Regions from separate parts of the Mus musculus genome. Here all the other regions are linked to region 2. The links are chromatin contacts, called in public HiChIP or PLAC-seq maps. All regions are on one chromosome and are shown on one strand. Each heading gives the region's core, a stretch centred on a gene start, on an enhancer-like site or on the middle of the called end of the contact. The rest is flanking DNA. Distances are from core to core; before and after follow the strand shown.

What was found. HiChIP or PLAC-seq counts read pairs in DNA pulled down with a chosen protein or histone mark.
Region 1: an H3K27ac HiChIP or PLAC-seq map of embryonic stem cells shows a contact between it and region 2, with 5 times the contacts expected there. The contact joins the promoter of Arhgap11a here to the promoter of Katnbl1 in region 2. A contact is called at or near these places in 2 of 39 promoter capture datasets (the 3T3-L1 cell line and embryonic stem cells), 5 of 115 datasets of contacts at active chromatin or transcription factors (astrocytes, bone marrow-derived macrophages, embryonic stem cells and 1 more) and 1 of 9 other capture datasets (liver).
Region 3: an H3K27ac HiChIP or PLAC-seq map of the NIH/3T3 cell line shows a contact between it and region 2, with 4 times the contacts expected there. The contact joins the enhancer-like site here to the promoter of Katnbl1 in region 2. A contact is called at or near these places in 2 of 39 promoter capture datasets (the 3T3-L1 cell line and embryonic stem cells) and 5 of 115 datasets of contacts at active chromatin or transcription factors (the NIH/3T3 cell line, astrocytes, bone marrow-derived macrophages and 2 more).

What each region holds. Positions count from the first base shown.
Region 1 is chr2:113,847,349-113,850,459 of GRCm38.p6, forward strand. It overlaps Arhgap11a (Rho GTPase activating protein 11A), which reads right to left and starts at 1,313. Exons shown (of 12, transcript NM_181416.3): 1 at 613-1,313. The coding sequence starts at 741.
Region 2 is chr2:112,377,803-112,380,768 of GRCm38.p6, forward strand. Katnbl1 (katanin p80 subunit B like 1) reads left to right here and starts at 1,409. Exons shown (of 10, transcript NM_024254.3): 1 at 1,409-1,555. It also overlaps a transcript of Emc4 not described here.
Region 3 is chr2:113,419,417-113,422,183 of GRCm38.p6, forward strand. The region is part of intron 2 of Fmn1 (formin 1); the gene reads left to right. Among named protein-coding and RNA genes, the nearest start is that of Gm13963, 29 kb to the left of the region's middle. Within about 2 kb of position 1,510, at least 74 of the 459 cell types and tissues checked have an H3K27ac peak or open chromatin away from gene starts, as enhancers often do. A contact at or near this core is called in the NIH/3T3 cell line and astrocytes, where this site is marked.

The sequences.
Region 1 (3,111 bases), core at 63-2,562, 1.5 Mb after region 2:
TAGCATGGCATGGGTCCAACAGTGCACACACACAAAAGTAACTGGGGAGCAGGGGGTGGAGGTGAGGATCCTGAGACTTTAGCAAAAGTGAGTGATTAAAACAACACAAAACAAAAAACTTCAACCAACTCTGGTTTCTCAATTTGCTTGTTAAAAAAACAGCTTTGTTTTGTCAAGGACAAATGTTGATGTTGGGTGGGTAATGTCTACTCTGCTAAAGAGATCAGAAACTGCGAAAATGTCGGGCAGCAGGCCTCTTCGTAAATTGCTGGATACAGAAGGATCCTATGAAGCCTATTTCTAAACTTGGCCTGACTGTCTCCCTAATGATTCGTTTGAAATGTTCTGACTGCCCACCCCAGCCTGACAGGATAGTGTGTTCCCCTCCCCCACATACTGCTTGTTTAAAACACGACAGATTACCAGATCGGTGGCACAGTATTTAAGTAGGGAGCCTGGTATCCTATTCCTAGCACTGTAAAACAAAACAAAAACCCACGGCAACATAGGGAGGCACGTCTGATCATCACCACCGAGACTGCATTCTAACCACGTGTCTTTCTTATCCAGAATAAAATGGGTATGCCCTTGTCCCAACACGTTGTAACTTACCTTTATTTCCGTAGCTGCAGTTTCATGTCTCCTGCGATCGCACTGACCGCGGCCACCCTTGACCTTAATGCCATAGACAGCTCGAAGCTGCTGCAGCAGGGCCAATCTGACCAGTCTCTGATCCCACATCCCGAACACGTCGCCTACTCTCCGAGGCCGACTCCGGGTCCTGACTTTCTTTGCCACCAACCAACTCTTCCACTTGCCAAACGCCCTCAGGCTCGCTCTGCTCCGCTGCCTTCCAGCCACCTCTGGCACTCTTCCTCCACTTTCCCTCGATCCACTTACACAGACCTTCTTCTCTCGCGCCTCTCTTCACTCTTGTTTCACTTCCACCAGCCTTCTTTCCGGGTCGCTCAGCCCTGTCAGTTACTTCCACAAACTTCCCTTTTTTCTGACTCTTCCGTTTCCCCAGACTAACGCCTGCAGCTAGTTTCTCGCTTCCGGACACTTCCACTTATCCTCTTCCCCGCAGGGTGGCCTTCCCCGCTCTGATTTCTTGAGATGGAAATGCAACCTTAAGCTACTCCCTCCAGCCGGGCCAGCCGGCTGCTCAGGGATCCCCAGTCCCGGTCCCTGCCCGGGCTGGTCCCCGCCGTCACCCCGTCTCACACGCAGCCTTTCCCCTAGCCCATCAGCCTTGCCTGTGGCCCCGGCCCGCTAAAGCTTAGTGACTCGGCTCCGCCAGCGCCCCACCTTCTCGGCACACATCAGACCCGACGCGACCGCACCTGAGCAGTGGCTCAAATGCCAGCGCCAAACAGCGCTCCGCATCCGATTGGCCCGCTCCTGTTTTCAAAATGAGGACCCTTTGGGGTGGCCAGGAGCTGCCTGTCTAAAAGGTTCCGGCAAAGCCGAAAGCACAGCGAGCGTTGAGATCAGGGTTAAGAAATGTGAAGAGAGTGAGTTCCTCTTTCTCTTTGCCTATTTCTTTGGAAGAAAAATGTCAAAAACGTGTTCAAATATGTTTGCTTTGCTCTTCGGACAATATACTTCGGAGATCCGAATAGACAGCTCATAACCTCCCCCCACTTCCGCCCTTTCATTTCTCCACTAAAGCTAAAGGTCCCGTCATAGGGAAAACCGATTCTACGGAAGGCGGGAGGAGTCAAGTTTAGTTATGAATCACAAACGCCGTTTGTTGTTGTTGTTGTTGTTGTTTGTTTTGTTTTGTTTTTGAGACCCGGACCCAAGGTCTTAGAAGGGAATTGGAACTGTGAGCCATTGGTCCTTCTTTGGGAGACTGGTGGTATTATTAAATTTTCTTACATAAGGTAATTAAGGTAATTAAGCACAACAAAGATGACTTGTCACGAGAGAGTAGTGGAGGAATACGGAGCTGTAGGAGGCAGCTGCAGCAATAGTTTACCTCTGTGGGACTTGGTTAAAGGACCAGAAGTCCTGTTTGCCATTGCCATTACTGAAACCTCAGCTGTCTGATTTAAATGCATGACATCACCTTCTCCTCTTGTTTCCCAGAGCTGCCTTTCCTTTTCCAAACACCAGTAATCCTACTCTCTCTCTCTCTCTCTCTCTCTCTCTCTCTCTCTCTCTCTCTCTCTCTCTCTTTCTCTCTCTCTCTCACACACACACACACATGAGAGAGAGAGAGAGAGAGAGAGAGAGAGAGAGAGAGAGAGAATGTGTATGCATTCAGTCATAACTATAAAAATAACTTATGTTGTGTATATCCTTCTCTAGGCCACGTTGTTCTGGTTCTTCGATGGCTAAGAATTCCTTTTAAGGTGCTTAGGTTAGCTTTTGAATATTAAATAGTGCTTTCTATTTACATCCATGTATGTATGCACTGGATAGTTTTTATGTCACCTTGACACAAGCTAAAATTATCTGAAGGGAGGGAACCTCAAGTGAGGAAAATGCCACACGTTCCAGCTGTAGGGTATTTTCTTACTAAGTAATTGATGGGGAAGACCCATCCCATTGTGAGTGGTGCCATCCATGGGCAAGTGGTTTTCGGTTTTGTAAGAAATCAGTTTGAGAAGGCTATAATGAGTAAATCAGGAAGTAGCACTCCTCCATGGCCTCTGCATCAGTTATTGCTTTCAGGTTCCTGTCCTGTTTGAGTTCCTTTCCTGGCTTCCTTCAATGATGGACAGTGATGTGAATATATAACGCTAAATATCTCTTTCTTCACCATGTTGCTTTTGGTCAGTGCTTCATCACACTGATAGTAACTAATTGGGAACAGAAGTTGGTCCCAGGGAGTAGGGTATCATTGTGACAGGCTTGGCCATGCTGTTATAGGAATATGGTAGATGTTAGGACTTTGGACTAGAAAGGTAGTTGAACATTTGAAATGGATATTACTGGGTCTTCTTATTGGGAACATGGAACACAATGGTGCTGAGAGCAATGTAGATGATGATGGCCCAGCCCAAGAGGTTTCAGAGAAGCAGAAGTGTTTCAGGGTATTTGAACACATTGTGAAACCCAAGATTGTGAACTAGAAAAACCTTGTGGTGTGGCTCAGCCCTAACA
Region 2 (2,966 bases), core at 159-2,658:
AAGTAGTCTAGAAATATTTTCCCATTCCCATAACTGGCTGCTTCAATGTTTTCATTGTTACTTTTTTTTTTTTTTTTTTTTTTGATTAAAGCTAGGGCCCTGTTGTTGCAGAGGACAAATATATGACATTATACTTAACTAATGGCCTCTTAGCTCTGAATATCCACATCGTTTAGAATATAGCTTTCATGACCTCACTCAGTGTGGTGTATTGCAAATACCACTCTTTCTGACTTTCCAAGCCACCTCCTGTTGTCTATAACACCTGGAGACAAGTCTGCTAGGTGCATAGGAAATCCTTAAACATGTTGATGAACTTAACTTAAGCAGCCATTTCCTTAAGACCTAAGAGTTCTTTCAGGAGCATATAAAAAAGTGAGCCACGGGATGTATGAGGAAGACTTGCATCAAATGCCCTACTTGCTTGGCTGCTGTACTGGGGACAACAACCACAGAAGACAAACTTAGTCTTATCTTTGCTACCCTTGACCAGTGGCTTAACCTGAGCAGGCTCTGGTCAAGGGAATTGCCCTCAGTAACTAAAAATATGTCAGGGGCAGAACCAATTCTAATCTTTTGTTGTTGTTTGTTTGTTTGTTTTTCGAGACTAGTTTTCTCTGTGTAGCCCTGGCTGTCCTGGAACTCACTCTGTAGACCAGGCTGGCCTCGAACTCAGAAATCCGCCTGCCTCTGCCTCCCAAGTGCTGGGATTAAAGTCGTGCACCACCCTGCCCGGCCCAATCCTAATCTTATAGTCTTGTTCCCAACCGAAGAAGACTGAGCTTGCTTTCTGAGGAGAGGACCTATATTATACACATTTGTCTGAAGACTGTTGCAGCAGTCTGTGAGTTTTTGGGTAGGGAGGGTGCTGGGAGTTGCAAATTTTTCGGTTTTTTTTTTTTTTTTAAATAATAAAGTTGATAAAAATTGTTAAAAGAGATTCTGGAAGTGTGACACGTAACAGAAAACAAGACAGTCAGAAATTATGTAGTGTTTACCAGGAGCCACATACTCTCCAAATTACTTTGTATGTATTAACCCATTTGCTATCCCCAGCAATACTGAGGCAGATGCATTTTCCTCATTTCCATTTTACAGATGAGGAATTCAAAAGCACACCGTTTTGTGACTCGTCCAAAGTGGCACAGTTCCAGAGTCCACGCTTTTAACCACTATACCCTGGTGGTTTAAATGAAAATGAATATTCATCTTCTCCTGAACGATTTTAACAGCAGATTGCCCCACGTGTAGATTGTCCCTTACCCGCAGGTCCACTGTTCTTGTGGCAAAGCGTCGGACGCACCTGTGGACACGAGGGGGCGCCGCCGCCCCGCACCCTGGTCCCCCTCCGGCAGGCATCCGAGGGGGCGGAGTCTGAGCTGGGTGGGGCCCGGCTGGCCGCCCACGGGGTAGCTATCCCGGCGGGCCGCGCGCGGCGGTGTTTGAATGGCTGTGAGTGGGGCCCGGCTGGGGATCCGAGGGACGCTCCGAGCTGCCGGGAGCGGTTCATCAGCACAGTGGCTGAGCTTGGGCGCTGCGGTACCATGAGGCGCCGGTAAGTGACGGCCGGACCCGGTTGGGGCCTTCGCTGCTGCTCGCGCGGCGGGCTTCTTGAGCAGCTGGCCGGGCCCACCTGCAGGCCCCGCGGCAGCGGCCTTTCCGGGGCTGGGCGGCGGGGTCGGGGCGGGACGCAGGCGGGTGGGGCCCCCGGTCTCCCGCGGAGCCCCCGGGCGAGCGGTTGTCTGGAGGTTGGAGCTGCAGGCCTCGGGGGTCCTGGCAGGAGAGGCATGGATCAAACCTACTGTCATTTATTTATCTTCGGGTGGAGTCGACATCTGCACCCTACGGGGAAAGACGGGGCGCGTGAGAAGATTGCTCTGCGAGGACAGGTTTTCCCCAGAGCAGCCTAGGCCCGGCTGAGGCATTTCCTTATTTTTCTGAGGAATTTTTGAGTCCCAGACAGATCGGCTTTTGTTTCTAAGGACAGAAACTTGACATAGCCGCATAAGAATCATTGACTGCAACTTTTAAAACCTCGTTGTGCTTTCTGAAAAGTTATTCCGTAATTGTACCTAGGTGCTTAACTGAGCTTAGGCATGGAGATAACAAAGAGTTGATTTGTTTTGTACTGGCTTCTAAAGTCCCTTGAAAACAGCTATATCAATTTCTTGGCAGATCTGGAGAAAAAAGTAACTGGAAGAGATAATTCTATAATTATTGCCGATTTCGTACTTAACGAGCTCGCTGAGACACCAGTCCACCTAATATCTGAAACTTTATACAAAATCATTCAGGATTTTTCCTCTCTCATATATTTTTGGTTGTGAGCCTAGCCTTTAACGGCTGAGCCATCTCTCCAGCCCTCTTCTCTCTTTCAAATCAGCTTCTTCAAGTCAGAAGTTTATGCATGGAGGCTTTTTGCTTGGATAGTAGCTGGACTTGTAATAAGCCATAACGAGTAATAACTTACTTATTTTGTTTTCTGTGTGCTAAGAGTTGTTTTAAGAGTGCTGCTTTGGAATAGGTAGTATTATCATCATTTTGACACGGGAAAAAGGCACGGGGAAGTCATCTTAGGTAGGGTTACATAGTTATTTGCTCCACAAAGCCACAGGGCCGCCTCCTCTGCCTTGATCTTACTAATGTCCAAAGTGTTGTTTCATTTGCTTGAGCTTCGGAGATATTTATGTGCGTACGCCTCTGTGTACACTACACATGAATGAATCCACACACCAACCACATTCCCTGCTCGTATTGACCACGATTAATTTTTGTGTTTGAGGGAAAAAAATGTTTCTAAGATAAATAGAAATAAGGTTTATGGTTTCACTTTTCAGAGACCAGAGAACAGCTGGAAACATGATTCTTTAAAACTGGGTACACTATTTTGTATTTGGAATGAGTATACTTCATAACACCTTGCAGAGAAACACCTCAAGAGTAAGCTACCTTCAGTAGTCAGCACT
Region 3 (2,767 bases), core at 260-2,759, 1.0 Mb after region 2:
AGACTCAAATTTACACTGTTTTAAAAATAGACACGATCTAACAATTTTCTTTCTTTCTTTTTTTTTTTTTTTTTTGCAAAGAAAATAGTGTCAAGTCTCTTCAGCAAAGTAACACCTTTAGTAATTTACATGAAATTATCCAATCGTTCCTTTACTGTTTTATCCTTTTCAGTAATGCATGCTGTTCTAGATTCTGTGGCAAATTACAGAACTATTTTAGGATTAAATTAGCTGGAAGGCATTGCTGCAGGAATAGACTTTTGTTGCCTGTTGCCCTAGCAATGTGTTCTCATTTCCTTTGCCAGTTGGTTTCTCCGTGGCTTGAGCAAAGCTGAGTCCCTTGAAAAGTCATTCACCCACCCCACCCCATCCCTGGGTGTGAGCAAGCCCGTGGCTTTCCCCAGGAATCGGGTATATTCCTGCCCTTCATCTGTACATTTTCATTTCAAATAAGGGAAGAGAGCATTAATTATTTGGAACTTGTGTTTATCAGCAGACTCACCACTGGCCTATATAATTCTCCTTTGGTTGTGTAACATGTGAGCCCACAATAAAAGCCCGACTCCTGATAGATACATTTGTCTCTACAACACCCATCAGCCCAACCCTTTTCGTTACACTGAAGCATTGCTGACAATCTTGTACTGATTTATGATTTCTCATCAACCTCAGGCTGTAAGATCCCTATTTTCCTATTTACTGTAATTTTTCCCAGTGAATGTTTATCATGAATTTGAATACATTGATAAGTCCTTTTTGGCCAAGAAAGAGAATTCAATTCTGTTCTTAGTATAGTTTTAACTCACTTTATGGATCAGTTGCCTTCATAAAGATTTTGGCTTATGGAATCAATTTTCTTTTAGTACATTGATTTTTTTCTGCTGACATGCAATTTAAATCGGAGCTGTGTTTTCTGGTGCAATAATGGCCTAAAGACATAGCAAAATCACACTGATGATTGCAACAGTCCCCTTGAGGGGACTCAAATATTGGTGTGATGCTAAAAGCAAGCTAATTAATTAAACATGATTAGGACTAGCTTCATGTTTGAGCAAATGGATCCAAGGTGTAATGAAAAGAATCTGTGGTACTTTAGCTGAACAAAACATGTTGACAAGACCCTGAGTTCTCCAATGTCCTCCTACATGAAACTCCTCTTTTGCTTCAATGGTTTGTTGTCCATGTTTGGTTGGTTTGGTTTGGTTTTCTGGATCATATTATACATTGAAGGAGAGAATCAGAAACAACAAAAATACCTAAAAGCAAGTAAAATGAATTTGAGAATATGCCTACTGAACCATTCCTTTGACCATGAGTGTGAACTCCTTATACCTATGTGTTCTGGGAAAGAAAGCATCATATTATTTCCCTTGTTTCTTGAAGACATACACTAAGCCATAAAGGACCCGAAGAGATTTGTGCCAGCGTCAAAGATTGGAATGGTGCAGAGATGGTGATTCATTCTTAGCACTTCGCCACTGGAATTCCTTTAGGGTTAGTCAGGACTCTAGGTAACTTGGGGAGAACAGCTAGCCTTTTGTAAGCTCAGTTACACAAGGATGCCAATTGTAGCTGTTATTCAGATGTGATATTGCTGCCAAATATGTCTGAGGAGGTCTCTGGTCTTGTGCCTTTATTGATTTATTTATTGTGCTTCTCTTTTGTACCAATTGAATCGTCTTCACCTGAGAAAGAAAGTAGTATACTTAACTACATCCCTCCCTTATTTGGGGCTATGTCAATTTCCCGTTCTCTGTCAGAACAGAAGGTGAGAAGGGGTTGATCACTTTGATAGCTCACTGGAGAATGGATGGACCAATCACAGTATCGCTATTATTCTAAATGAGTACCGTGGGTAGCAGACAGCAAGGGCCTATGTGCATTAGTAAATATGAACATGTTAGAAGGCAGGAAATAGATATCATTGCCAGCGCCAATATTTGTCAGAGTTCCTGATGGAAAGTTAAAGAGTAGAGTTAGTAAGTCCAAACTTGAAGGTAGTTTTTAGAGGCTATGTATGAACTGAATGACCTAGTTAAGAAAACAAGTCCAGGTTTATGGGTTTCCAGGAACTAACATGAGTGGGTGGCCCTTAGGAACACTCCTAGGCTTGAAAGGGAAACAAATTTCCATTGTTAGAAAGCTGACAAGAACTGCAGAATAGAAAAGCAGCAATCAGTAGGAGGTATGACTGTGGAAAACAGCAGCCTCAGAGATCTTGTGGGTGCAGTAAGTGTGGAATTACTCAGCCTGTTTCTCCTTTTATTCTCTAGCCTCTTGCTTGTGGTGTTAGAAGTTCTCAGCTAACTGGCAGCCACTGGAACCACAAGCTAACTTGGACAGATAATGTCTGTAAAGATTCTGGCTTGGGACTTCATTGTAGAGTAAGCTGGAAGGCCTGTCTTCCTAGGAACCGCTAATACATTCAGAGCTCTTTCTCTGGAGCTGGTTTTGTTTCTTCAAGATCAGTGTCCAACATATGCCTAACCATAGAGACTGAAAGGTTCCTGGGAGCAAAGCAGGGGAATTCAATAGCAGTGTTCAGAAAGCATATGATCTTTTCTAGGTTAACGATGTGTTCACCGTGTGCAACATTCCCCTAGCCAAAAGAACATTTAGGAGAATTAGGGAGTACCATTCAGTATTGAGCAGGTCTATATATTTCCTATGAATTCCACTTTAATTGTGACCCCAATTTCCTCTACTTTTTCTTGTGATTTTAACACTTGAGGTTAAGTATGTTCTTTAATTTTCAAATAGTTGGTTA